4 separate regions of the Mus musculus genome follow, and all the other regions are linked to region 1. The links are chromatin contacts, called in public ChIA-PET and promoter capture Hi-C maps. All regions are on one chromosome and are shown on one strand. Each heading gives the region's core, a stretch centred on a gene start, on an enhancer-like site or on the middle of the called end of the contact. The rest is flanking DNA. Distances are from core to core; before and after follow the strand shown. Region 1 holds the start of Oga (O-GlcNAcase). Region 2 holds the start of Poll (polymerase (DNA directed), lambda). Region 3 overlaps Armh3 (armadillo-like helical domain containing 3). Region 4 overlaps Fbxw4 (F-box and WD-40 domain protein 4).

Region 1 (2,727 bases), core at 149-2,648:
CATTCTATTTCAGAAATTGTAATTAAGATCTTCCGGCATCTTCCCTTACTATCAAAACGCCCTCGTCCTTTTCAACTGTAAATGAGAAGACAGAAATTAAGACTTTCACTGAATTCTAACTCCACATAACAGATGCTCTGAGATATGATATACTGGTATTTACACACACTCCCAAGTCAAAAAAACAGCAATTGTTAAAGGATGATACTTTTCTGGGCTACAAGTGAGTCTTAAGAGGTGAAGGAGGCTTACAGGCTAACAAAAATAAATAAATAAAAATAAAAACAAAACAATTTCCTAAGCCTGAAGGAATCTGTAATATAATAAGCTGACTGCGCTCCTTCACGGGTAAAAACGTGCCTGTGAGGGCTGATTTTTTTTCCCCTTACAAGGATAGGGGCGGGGGATGGGAGCGCTGCACAAATTTCAACTGAAAGCAGGCATCTCTGCGGACTAAGATCCCAAGGTACAAAGAAGTGAAGCCCACAGCCGGACCACAGGCTCCTTCCTTGCCACCGCCTCCTCCTCCGACAAATCTGTGTGGCTCTAAGCCAGAGGAGGGTGGGGTCAGGCTCCTCCATAGCCCGGAGTCGCCGAAGCCGTGACATAGCGGAGGGTAAAGAAGTGTGCCCACCGTCTGTCTCCTCCCCGTAACCCCGTGTGAGCAATGACGGACGCCTCCCGTCCTGGGGGCGGGGAACTGCGGGAAAAGTCACCAGCACGCCCCTCCCGGGGACGGAGGCTGAACACCTACGCGGGACTGGAAGGCCAACTCACCTTCCACGACACCGCACAGGAACCTGCGGGCCCCTCCGGCCGCCCCGACCACGGCCGCAGCCCCGGCTCCCGATGGGTTATCTTCTCCGGGGGCGGGAGCTACCGACTGCTCCAACGAAGCCCCCGAGGCGGCGGCAGGGTTGGCGTTGCGCTCGCTCTCCCGCTCCTCCAGCGCCGCCTGGCTCTCCTTCTGCACCATCCTCCTGCCGCCGGCCACCGCTCCCCTTCGGCCTCGGTCCGTTGGGCCAAAGGCCCGGAGCCCTGCAAAGGGGCCGCGGCTCCGAACGCGCGCCTCCGGGGCTCCTTCCCCTCCCCCTCCGCCCTTCCCCCTTCCTCTCGGCGGGGGCCCGGAGTGCCCGGATGAGAAGGGCGGCGGCACCGGCTCGAGCCCTTTGTCAGCCGCTGCCTCGCCCCGCGCTGGGAGCCGGGAGCCTAAGCGGAGGGCGAGGCAGCCGCCGCGTCTCCACGGAAGGAGGACCGAGGAGGCGCCTTCGCTCGTCCTCCACGCCCGCCGCCCTCCGGACAGCCCGGCGTCTCCGGCTCTCTTCCCCCACCGGAGTCCCTAAGCAGCTCCTGCCGCTGCCTCTGCCGCCCGCTTCCTGTTTATCCGCACTGCGCCTGCGCTACAGACCGGCTCAGACCGGTCCCCAGCCCGGCTCCCCCGCCTTTCCTTGGGATAAGCCCATTGCGCTTTATTTGCTAGGGGAGAAAAAGGACAAAGGGCGCCGTGAACACCGCGGAGGTGTGCGGCGGTGGGACGTACCATTTTGGCTCGCCACCCTCCGGGATGAGCGCCACACTCTGGGTCGGACCATTACCCCACCCGGAGGAGGGGAACATGGGAGAATGCGGCCGGCCGGGGAGTTTGGGAGGAAGGGGGGGGGGGGGGGCGGAAAGGAGGTGTTTACCCTCTCAATGCGCAGGCGCCGGGACGATACTTCTAGTTCTTAAAGTGGTAGGAGACACTGACCTACTTTGGAGATTGTTGTACCAGTTTGGCTCATCGGGGCTGCCTGACCCACGTCTGCTTCTGTGAAGACACCATGCCAAGGAGCTCAGCTCACGCCTCTGTCCTGACTCATTGTTTCTTCTATCCTGTCTTCGGAGTTAACCGTGTTTTAAATTGAGCAGTCAACTGTTTTATTGAGTTTGCCTCATCCTGGGCTGTTGGGACCATTATGACCTCATAATATGGTTAAAACCTGCTGTTACGTCTCTGCCTGATTGAGCCCTACGTTTGTTTTGGGAGAGGCTGTGGTATGAAATTCACCAGACTACGTATGGAGAAGAAAGACTGCATTCCAAGCACAGGGAAAACAAACGTCTAATAAAAGTAGAAGAGAGTGGAAGGCGAGTTTGTTATGGCGATGGAGAGTGTGCGGTGTGCGTAAGGGACATGACCCTTTTAGCCTTAGCATCAGCATTTCCAAGGAAACCCTGCCTCTAAGGGCTTGCCTCCTGTACTCTAAGGGCTTGCCTCAGAGTACACTTGACATTTTGGTTCCTTAAGGGATCTGCCAGCCAGGCGATGGTGGCGCACCTTTAATCCCAGCGCTTGGGAGGCAGAGGCAGGCGGATTTCTGAGTTCCAGGCCAGCCTGGTCTACAAAGTGAGTTCCAGGATAGCCAGGGCTATACAGAGAAACCCTGTCTCAAAAAGACTAAAAAAAAAAAAAAAAAAAAAAAATCTGCCCTGTTTGGGAACAAACCTCTCATGTTCAATGTTAAGAAAGTAGTCAAACTATTGCATATGCCAGAAAGATTTTGCTGAAGGAACCCTGTTATAGCTGTCTCTTGTATGAGGCTATGCCAGTGCCTGGCAAATACAGAAGTGGATGCTTACAGTCTATAAAATGGAACACAGGGCCCCCAATGGAGAAGCTAGAGAAAGCACCCAAGGAGCTGAAGGGGTCTGCAACCCTATAGGTGGAACAACAATATGAACTAACCA
Region 2 (2,727 bases), core at 158-2,657, 220 kb before region 1:
TCCAGAGAACAAAATACCTTCAAAGAATTCTACCGCAAACGTACAACAAACTTCCTTTTTTTGGGGGGGGGTGGTTAGTTTCAAGACAGGGTTTCTCTGTGTAGCCCTGGCTGTTCTGGAACTCACTCTGTAGACCAGGCTGGCCTCGAACTCAGAAATCTGCCTGCCTCTGCTTCCCAAGTGCTGGGATTAAAGGCTAAAGGCTTGCTTGCTAGCGATACCCCCCAGGGGTTTTTTGTTTTTGTTTTTGCTTTTGTTTTGTTTTGTTTTTTTCAGCAAACTTCCTTTTTTGTTGTTTTGTTTTGCTTTTCGAGTTTGAGGCCAACCTGATCTTGGCCACAGGTTAGGTCACTTCTGTTAATCTGACTCTAGCTGAAAACAAGAAGGCTGAACGTTCCAGTGTGTGAGGGTGGACCGGCTCACCTCTAGCTTCTCCCACCTCCCTTTTGGGAATCTTTGCAAGTGCTTTTGAAGATAGATCTGCATGACTTTTCTTCCGCTTGGGAAAGGCCTTCACGATGCCCTGAGGGTCCATTGAAGGGCGCTGGATCCTGGCCTTTCTGTTAAAGGATTGAGAGCCAGCCCTTAATAATTTGGCATAGAGGTGGGGTTTAGGGGTAACAGGTCCCTTTCTCAGAGGTCTCGGAAACCCCAGTTAAACTTAAGTGATTTAATCCGAGTGCCACACACACATACCAGCCTTTCAACCCTAGTCGTACTGAGGGAAGCCAGGGAAAGGTTGGGATTCTTGTGGGTGTAGGGGAGGTGTGGATCGAAAGGAAACAACATGGGGTGGGGGTGGGGGGAGGAATATAGCGCAGAGTCAGCCTCTGCGTCCCCTTCCAAGAGACTTTTCCAAAATGATGACGGGTTTGGGAACCGGACTACATCTTTAGGAGAGTCTTCATCTCCCCAACGAATTGGAGTCTAAGGGACATGTCACATAAACCTCGCATCATCTTTCTCTAGCCTCAATGTGCATTCGCAGAAGAAAACCTGGGGAGTGAGGCTTCAGGGAAAGTTGTGGGCACGCTGCGCACCTGTCCCTGTCGCAGCAGCCCCATCGCGCGGGTCTGAGCCCCGCAGCTGCAGGGAGGTGGAGTGCAGCCGCAGCAGATGTAGGGAGCCCTCACAGCTGGAGGTGGGCAAGACCGAAGCAGACGTGCCACATCCACTGTGAGCAGCTGGTGTGAACCAGGGACTCCCAGCTGGGGCCAGAAGAGAGTTGGTGCTGGATCCCTAAAAGTTCTGGGAGCATCCCCACCCCACCCGGCCCCAGGACCGGTCCAAAGTAGGTTAGAATCTCCCGGCAAAGAGAAATAAACTCACCATGGGAGCCAATGAAAACGGATTGGGGGAGGAAGGGGTAGAGGGGAAAAAAAAAAAAAAAAATCAGTTCCCAGAATACTTCCCGGGTCATCCGGAAGTGATCATCGGTCGGGTAGTTGCCATGGCAGTGGCCCGGCGCGTTCCTGGGCGGAGGGAAGATGGCGGTGACTAGCTGGTTGGAGGTTTTGCGGTCGGCCGAGAAGACGGCACTGCTGCAGGATGGTAACTCGAGACCCCTCGTCCTTCCCCCCAGGGCGGGCTCTATGCGCCCGCTCCCCCAGGGAGGGCCTCAGCCTGGGTGGGCAGAGCTGGACCTGTCGCAGCAGCCTACAGCCATGCCAGCTTCCTGCTTTTGCAGAGGAAACCGGCCCAGGGAGATGACCCGAGTGGAACCCAAGTCTTTGGTCACCCACCTCAAGAGTTCCTTATATCATCTCTCCCCGCTCAGAGTTTTGTTGGTATTTCCCAATAATTCATTTTACATTCATCATCGTCCCTCAGGGCTGTACCAAGAGGCTAATTCTGCACCCCATTTGACTGACGAGGAAACTGAAACCCAGGAAGGTTTTAGACCAAACCCAGGTTTTGCAGATAATCAGGTATAATTCGTCATCTGGGATCCATGCAGCTCAATTTGGGGGTCCTATTGATGACAGCAGCCCCAATGGCATAGAAAGGAGACACCAGGGTTTTAGATCAACTCTAACATCGATTCACCTCTTCAGTTGTTAGGACCCCATTTTCTTCAATTATAAAATGAAGTGGGTGGGCTACCAGTGTTGTTTCTAAGGTCCTTGTTTTCTTTTTCTTTTCTTTCTTTTTTTTATTTTAAAGATTTATTTATTTTTTTATTATATGTAAGTACACTGTAGCTGTCTTCAGACACACCAGAAGAGGGAGTCAGATCTCGTTACGGATGGTTGTGAGCCACCATGTGGTTGCCGGGATTTGAACTCAGGACCTTCAGAAGAGCAGTCGGGTGCTCTTACCTGTTGAGCCATCTCACCAGCCCAGGTCCTTGTTTTCTAACTATGTTTTGTTTATGATGTGGATTTTAAATTGCCCCCTGATCTTTAGGGGAGATAGAGCAAGGGCTAAGGTCTAAATGACTAAGAACAGGAGCTTGAGATGTCAGCTTTTCCTCATCCTGCAAGTGGCCAGTTTAAGTGCCCTGTGCCCCTGAGGTCTTTCACAGACCCACCCACCTGGCAGCCAGGGTGCCTTAGGTCTGAATTCCTGAGGCTTTAAAGCTAACAGCTAGCTTTAAAACATCCACAGGCAGGTGCCTGAAGTTTACAGAAATTAAAATCAGGTTTCATTTGCTCCTACCCTACAGCATTTAGGGAACCCATTGCCATGTGCCAAATTCTGTGCTAGAGCAGATAGAAAAAACAGACA
Region 3 (2,727 bases), core at 92-2,591, 150 kb after region 1:
AATTCATGTTGTCGTCATGTAAAAATGCATTGGCATACTGATCCTAATAAAAACAGAAAAAGCAAGATGTGGTAACTGCATTTAAAACTCAACTGGGCATGGTGGCACATGCCCAATCTTCAGCATTTGGGAGGTAGAGACGGGAGGATCACGAATGTGAGGTTATCCTGAACTATATAGCCAAGTTAATCCTAATGTGGGCTATATGAGACTCTGAGGGAAGATAGAAATACAATAAAAAAAAAAAAAAAAAAAAACCAGAAAAACCAAGAAAGACGGGATAAAAGGGGCTGGTGAGATGCTCACTCAATGGGTAGGCACTTGCCACCCACCATGTTTGATGAATGAATTGAGTTTGATCCTGCAACCCACATTGCTGCAATCCAAAGCTGTCCTCTGACTTCCATATGCAAGCCAAGACACAGATGTGCATATACATGCATTCATACACACAAACATACACATAAATAAATAAATAAATTTAAAAGGCAGGAAGAAATATGGGATGGAGGTGGGGAAGGAAGGACAAAGGAAGATAAGAAAATTTAATGAGGGTGGGTTTTGTTTTGTTTTGTTTTGTTTTTTGGTTTGGTTTGGTTTTGATTCTTTTGAGGTAGTTTCACTGTGTAGCCCTGGCTGTTCTAGAACTCACCACATAGACCAGGTTGGCCTCAAATTTACAGAGATCCGCCTCCTGGGTGCTGGGATTAAGGTGTCCAGCACCACCCAGCTGAAAGGTGGGAAGAAAGGCAGGCAGGCATGCAAGCAAACATGGATGCATACATTTGTAATAATGCATCCTACGAATCCTTCCTCTCTCCTTCCACAAACCCTAAAACAAGGTCTCCAGACTAGACTGGCCCCTCCAACTCCCTGTGAAGCTAAGAACAGCTTTGAACTTCTGACCCACCTGCCTTCACCTCCACCCTGAGTGCTGGGAGTTTAGGCACAGTGGTTTCATGCAGAGGCAGATACTGAACCAAGTGCTTGCCCAACTGAAACATAGCCTCAGTCCAAATCCTTGGACTTTCATGAACTACTCTCAGGTCAATTCGAGAGCTAAAGTGATAAGCCTAGAGCTTTTCTCTCAACCCCTTGCCTATGCCATGAACTGAGTATAGTTTCCTAGTATGCCCTTAACTGGTCAAAGATCTCTGAAAAAATTAAATTCAAAAAAGATTAAAAGCCAGGGATCTGAGACAAACACTGCGAGGAATCTGCTTTCCTATTCTCCCTTCCTCTCCATCTGCCCGAGGAGTCAGCTGTGTTTGTGACAGCTTGGAGGCTCTCACAGGGGCAAGACAATGCATGTGCAAGAACCACAGGAGGCTTTGGAATAAGGCGGGCCTGCGCTCTGCTGGGAATGAGCTCAGCACGACGGGAAGCAACTGCTAGACTGGCAGTGCAGAGCAGGCAAGACCCCATCTCTCCCTGGCTTTTAAAGACTGATGGAAAAACCAACCTCTTCCCACAGTGGACTGGAAATAAGCATCCCGTGGCCTGTCCCACCCCCGACCTGAGAGCCGACATGCCTGAGAGCCTGCAGACTCCAATTACTAGGAACTGTTACAATCTATGAAAACAACTCCTGTAAAGATTTTCTTTGAAAGACTTTTGAAAAGCAATTCTACAAGGCCCACTGATAACAAGCAGCGCTTCCAGCTCTGGCCTCCCCTAGCCTTGGGGAAAGAGCCCATCTTCCCACAGAAAATACAAACCGGGAGCCTGGGGGAGACCACTGCCCCCTGCGGATTACCTTGACAAAGACAAGGACAGGGAATTCTGAAAGCAGAGGCTAAAGCTATAAATTTAGCTCTAGCCTAGCTCAAGTCCTATCATGCTTGGGTGTCACCATGAACAACAAATGTGAATCTAGATAGCCCAGCCAGAAGAGCCTTCTCATGGGGAGGCAGCAGCAGTTTATCTTCACTGACAATCCTTGCTAAGACATCCTCCACCTATGTCTGTGAGGGTGTCGTCCAAGAAATTAAATTAAGGAATTAAAGACCCATCCTAAATGTGTCCTGTACTACTCTATGGGCTAAGGACTCAGGTAAAGAAAAAGAGAAAAGGGAGAAAGCCTAAATGTAGCCAGACTTTGGCTACTTTGTGGGTTCTTTTTTCTTCCAACCTTTCAACCCCCTAACACTAGACAAGAGAGACAAAAGGATCCAGGGGAAAAGAAGTGTCATTATTCTTACACTTCCTGCTGACTAGGGCTGTCCTTGGGCAAATTTTGTCTTTGAAGTCAAGATATCTAATTTCTCCTTGTTTCTTCTTTGCAAACAACTACTGAACAAACCACAACCTACAGCATCCACCAGCCCACATGCCTCTCGGGACCCTAGCATTTAGACAGCTCCTGAAGAGCCCCAGAATTCAACCACTACACACTTGCAGAAACTATCTGCAGCTGTCAATATCACACCCCTGCTAGTGCACGAGGCAAATCATAGTCAGCTGCTGTGGACAATCTGAAACAGCCCAAAATCCCACACCTGAAATTAAAATAAAAACATATCCTTATAATGTTTCTGTGTTTTTTTAAAAAAAAAACAAATTCTTACTACATCTAATTGATAAACACCAGCATTCATCTCTTTCTGCTTCCTGACTGCAGACACACTGAGAAAAAGATGCCTTAGGCTGCCACAGTCATGCACCACAGCCATGCCTTCCCCTTGGTATCAGACTCTATCACCTCAAAATGAGTCAAAAGAAATCCTC
Region 4 (2,727 bases), core at 61-2,560, 150 kb before region 1:
CTTACTCTGTGTCCTAGGCTGGCTGATGCTTATAGCCCAAACTGGCCTTAAATACATGGGTAATGTTTCCTGCCTCAGCCTCCCAGGTACAGGGATTACAGGCATGAGCCAACACACCTGGCTAGTTAAAGCAGAAGAAATAACTGCATTTTGGCGTAATCCTGGCCATTGGGAAGCTGAGGCAGGAAGCTCTAGCTCACGGCCAGTCTGGGCTGTATAATCAGTTCTGGACAAGCCCTAGCTACACAGCAAGACTTATTTTGATTCTGGTTTTAGGGGTTTGTTTGTTTGTTTGTTTGTTTGTTTGTTTTAAAGAGTTGTGGACTGGAGAGATGGGGAGAGATGCTCTTCCAGAGAACCTGTGTTTGATTCTTGACACCCACACAGTGGCTCAAAACCATCTGTAGCTACAGTTCCAGATTCAGCACCCTCTCTGGTCTCCAGAGAACCAGGCGCATGAACAGGAGCATGCACGGCGAACTACCACAGACATCAAATAATAAAACTGAGCTGCCCTTCCACAAAGTTGCCACTGTTTCTGCTCCTCTCCATATATGGATGCGGCCCAGTTGGCAGACCCCAAACCTCTCCTCCTCTCCTGATACCCAGAGCCTGTAAGGGATACACCAGAAGACATTTTCAGGGAACAAAGCAGAAGTGAGTCACAACAGCAGGCTAGCTGCTGTCCTTGCCTCTCAGGTATACTGAGAAGCCTCTGCGTTGGAGCAACCCCAGAGGACATCTGCTCCAGAAAGGTAACACTGCCCTTAGCTATAGCCAGTATGTAGCTTTCTCTTAACATTTCTGGTCAGATGCTTAGGAAAGGTTATCGCAATTCCAAAGTATAGTGAAAGACCCAAAGACTTAAAGTCTCTGGAGAATGTTTAAATCCCCAGGAGAGTGGTTCATAGCAACCTAGAATACACTAGTGAAAAAACTTCTAGCTTATCTGACCTAATAAAATGAAACCATTCTTGAATGAGATAAAAACCAAACACGTCTCCCTTACCTGAGTAATGGGCTGATAGCAATGGACCAGACTCGGTCTTCGGTCTGGATGGTGTGTAAGCACTGCCCCAGCCGGCCCGAGGCCAGAGGCCATACCTGGAAACAGGAGAGGAAATGCGCTTGTTGGCATTGCCTGGGCTGAGGAGGAAGAAGCCAACACCATGTGGGAAGAGTGAGACTGAGGAACTGGGGAACAGAGAATCCTTTCTGTCCTGAAGACAGAGAGAGCCAGGGTCTGAGCAGAGGGGCCTCTTCAGCTTCTCGTTCAGCTGCCACAGAGACGGGCCTTACTTCCTGCCCCAACCACCAACCTTTACCCTGCGAGTCCCTCTTCCTCCCAGGCTATGAGAGGTTACAGAGCCCTGCGTGAGATTCAACTGAGGAAATGCAGATGGAAGCCTCCTGCCTCTCTCAGAAACTTCCTTGTTTGTGACTCTTCCCTTCTCCTATCTTTCACCAAAACTTTACTTTAGGCACATAGAGAGCTGCGGGAAGACCAAGGCACAGTGTGGGGGGGAGACATGTATACTATTAGAGGAGTAAGAAGAAAACTGCAAAACAAGGAGAGAATGGGAACAAGACTTCAAAGTGAGAGGGGGTGTTGCTGTTTGTTTGTTCATAATGCCCAGGATCCAAAGGTATTCGCGTCAGCAGGGAATTTTAGCACCTAGTGTCACCTAAAGTAGCAGAAAAGCTTAACTCTTTTAAGCTTCCATATCTCCACAGGTTAAAAATATTGCTTGGAGCCCACTATCTGGGCCCTATCAGTCAGGAATGCACATTAGCAGGCACTCTGGGCTTAACTCTAATCAACACTCCCGAGCCTCTCAGCACTCAGTGCATTTAGAAATCTCCCATTAACACAAGGCTCCCCCGCACCTCACCCTACCCCAGATGACACACACACAGGGACATAAGCCTCTAACCAAACAGAAGGGAAACCTCCAATGTACAGGGCTCTCCCCAGAGCAGCCACAGAGGGATCCCTCGGCAGCTAGAGGGATCAGTGACCTCTCAAGGTCCCTGCAGAGCTATAAGGGGAACACACCACACTCAGGCAGGACCTTAGATGGAAGAACTTAAGGAAACATTCCTTCAGTGTAAGGGGCAGTGATGGAATGGGGGTGGTCTTGCCTTCTTAGGATCACATGGTATCTCTTCCCTATAAAAGGAGAGAGTGTTTCTCAGAGTTTGTGGGTATGATGCAGTGGGGGTGGGGTAAGAGTAGGGGGAACTTTCCCCAAAACTAAGAAAAGAAATTTAACGAGAATATTCTGGATGAGAAGGGAACCAAAAAAAAAAAAAAAAAAAACAACAACAACAACAACAACAAAAAACCACCAACGAGGGCACATATCTCAGTATTTCCTGTAAGCCCAGGATTCTAGCATCTGCCTTGCCCTTAGCAGCCAAACCCTTTGGTAATAACTAGATGCCCTTCTGGTTTCTTCCTTTAGACTGCCCAGCTTGGAAGAGACCTTTGCCTTTTCTGAACTCCCTCAGAGTCAGGTTCGTGCTTGTGTGGTGAAGAGGGCCCTCCTGATTTACATAATCTCCAGGACAGCCTAAACATGTGTTCTAGTAGCTTCTGTGGAGACGGCTGGTAGTAACTGAGAGCCCTCAAACTACAGATTAATGTTCCTGATCTTCAGGAGTGAATCAGGAAGTACACTGCCAATTCCAAGCATCAGTTAGGAGTGGCAGCCTGTCTCTGTAGCA

What was found. Promoter capture Hi-C pulls out the DNA fragments that hold promoters and counts their contacts. ChIA-PET counts read pairs in DNA pulled down with a chosen protein or histone mark. Capture Hi-C pulls out chosen DNA fragments and counts their contacts.
Region 2: a promoter capture Hi-C map of liver shows a contact between it and region 1. The contact joins the promoter of Poll here to the promoter of Oga in region 1. A contact is called at or near these places in 7 of 39 promoter capture datasets (the 3T3-L1 cell line, HPC-7-derived erythroid cells, fetal liver and 4 more), 1 of 15 datasets of contacts at CTCF or cohesin (the NIH/3T3 cell line), 3 of 484 Hi-C or Micro-C datasets (CD4 T cells, CD8 T cells and bone marrow-derived macrophages), 17 of 115 datasets of contacts at active chromatin or transcription factors (the 230-238 cell line, the SCID.adh cell line, bone marrow-derived macrophages and 12 more) and 4 of 9 other capture datasets (adipose tissue, liver, macrophages and 1 more).
Region 3: a promoter capture Hi-C map of neural stem cells shows a contact between it and region 1. The contact joins the enhancer-like site here to the promoter of Oga in region 1. A contact is called at or near these places in 5 of 39 promoter capture datasets (the SN4741 cell line, Sertoli cells, epiblast stem cells and 2 more), 2 of 484 Hi-C or Micro-C datasets (bone marrow-derived macrophages and cumulus cells), 11 of 115 datasets of contacts at active chromatin or transcription factors (T-cell acute lymphoblastic leukemia, acute myeloid leukemia, embryonic basal ganglia and 7 more) and 3 of 9 other capture datasets (adipose tissue, liver and pancreatic islet).
Region 4: an RNA polymerase II ChIA-PET map of memory CD8 T cells shows a contact between it and region 1, with 130 read pairs. The contact joins the enhancer-like site here to the promoter of Oga in region 1. A contact is called at or near these places in 1 of 39 promoter capture datasets (pre-B cells), 2 of 115 datasets of contacts at active chromatin or transcription factors (effector CD8 T cells and memory CD8 T cells) and 2 of 9 other capture datasets (liver and pancreatic islet).

The regions. Positions count from the first base shown.
Region 1 is chr19:45,782,155-45,784,881 of GRCm38.p6, forward strand. It overlaps Oga (O-GlcNAcase), which reads right to left and starts at 1,399. Exons shown (of 16, transcript NM_023799.4): 1 at 778-1,399. The coding sequence starts at 976.
Region 2 is chr19:45,559,157-45,561,883 of GRCm38.p6, forward strand. It overlaps Poll (polymerase (DNA directed), lambda), which reads right to left and starts at 1,408. Exons shown (of 9, transcript NM_020032.3): 1 at 1,330-1,408; 2 at 424-560. The coding sequence starts at 535. Dpcd (deleted in primary ciliary dyskinesia) reads left to right here and starts at 1,429. Exons shown (of 6, transcript NM_172639.3): 1 at 1,429-1,551. The coding sequence starts at 1,488.
Region 3 is chr19:45,936,385-45,939,111 of GRCm38.p6, forward strand. It overlaps Armh3 (armadillo-like helical domain containing 3), which reads right to left. Exons shown (of 26, transcript NM_198296.2): 17 at 1-43. Among named protein-coding and RNA genes, the nearest start is that of 4930505N22Rik, 60 kb to the right of the region's middle. Within about 2 kb of position 1,342, at least 43 of the 459 cell types and tissues checked have an H3K27ac peak or open chromatin away from gene starts, as enhancers often do. A contact at or near this core is called in hippocampal neurons and neural stem cells, where this site is marked.
Region 4 is chr19:45,629,856-45,632,582 of GRCm38.p6, forward strand. Fbxw4 (F-box and WD-40 domain protein 4) reads right to left here. Exons shown (of 9, transcript NM_013907.2): 5 at 1,010-1,104. Among named protein-coding and RNA genes, the nearest start is that of Fbxw4, 29 kb to the right of the region's middle. Within about 2 kb of position 1,311, at least 78 of the 459 cell types and tissues checked have an H3K27ac peak or open chromatin away from gene starts, as enhancers often do. A contact at or near this core is called in effector CD8 T cells, memory CD8 T cells and pre-B cells, where this site is marked.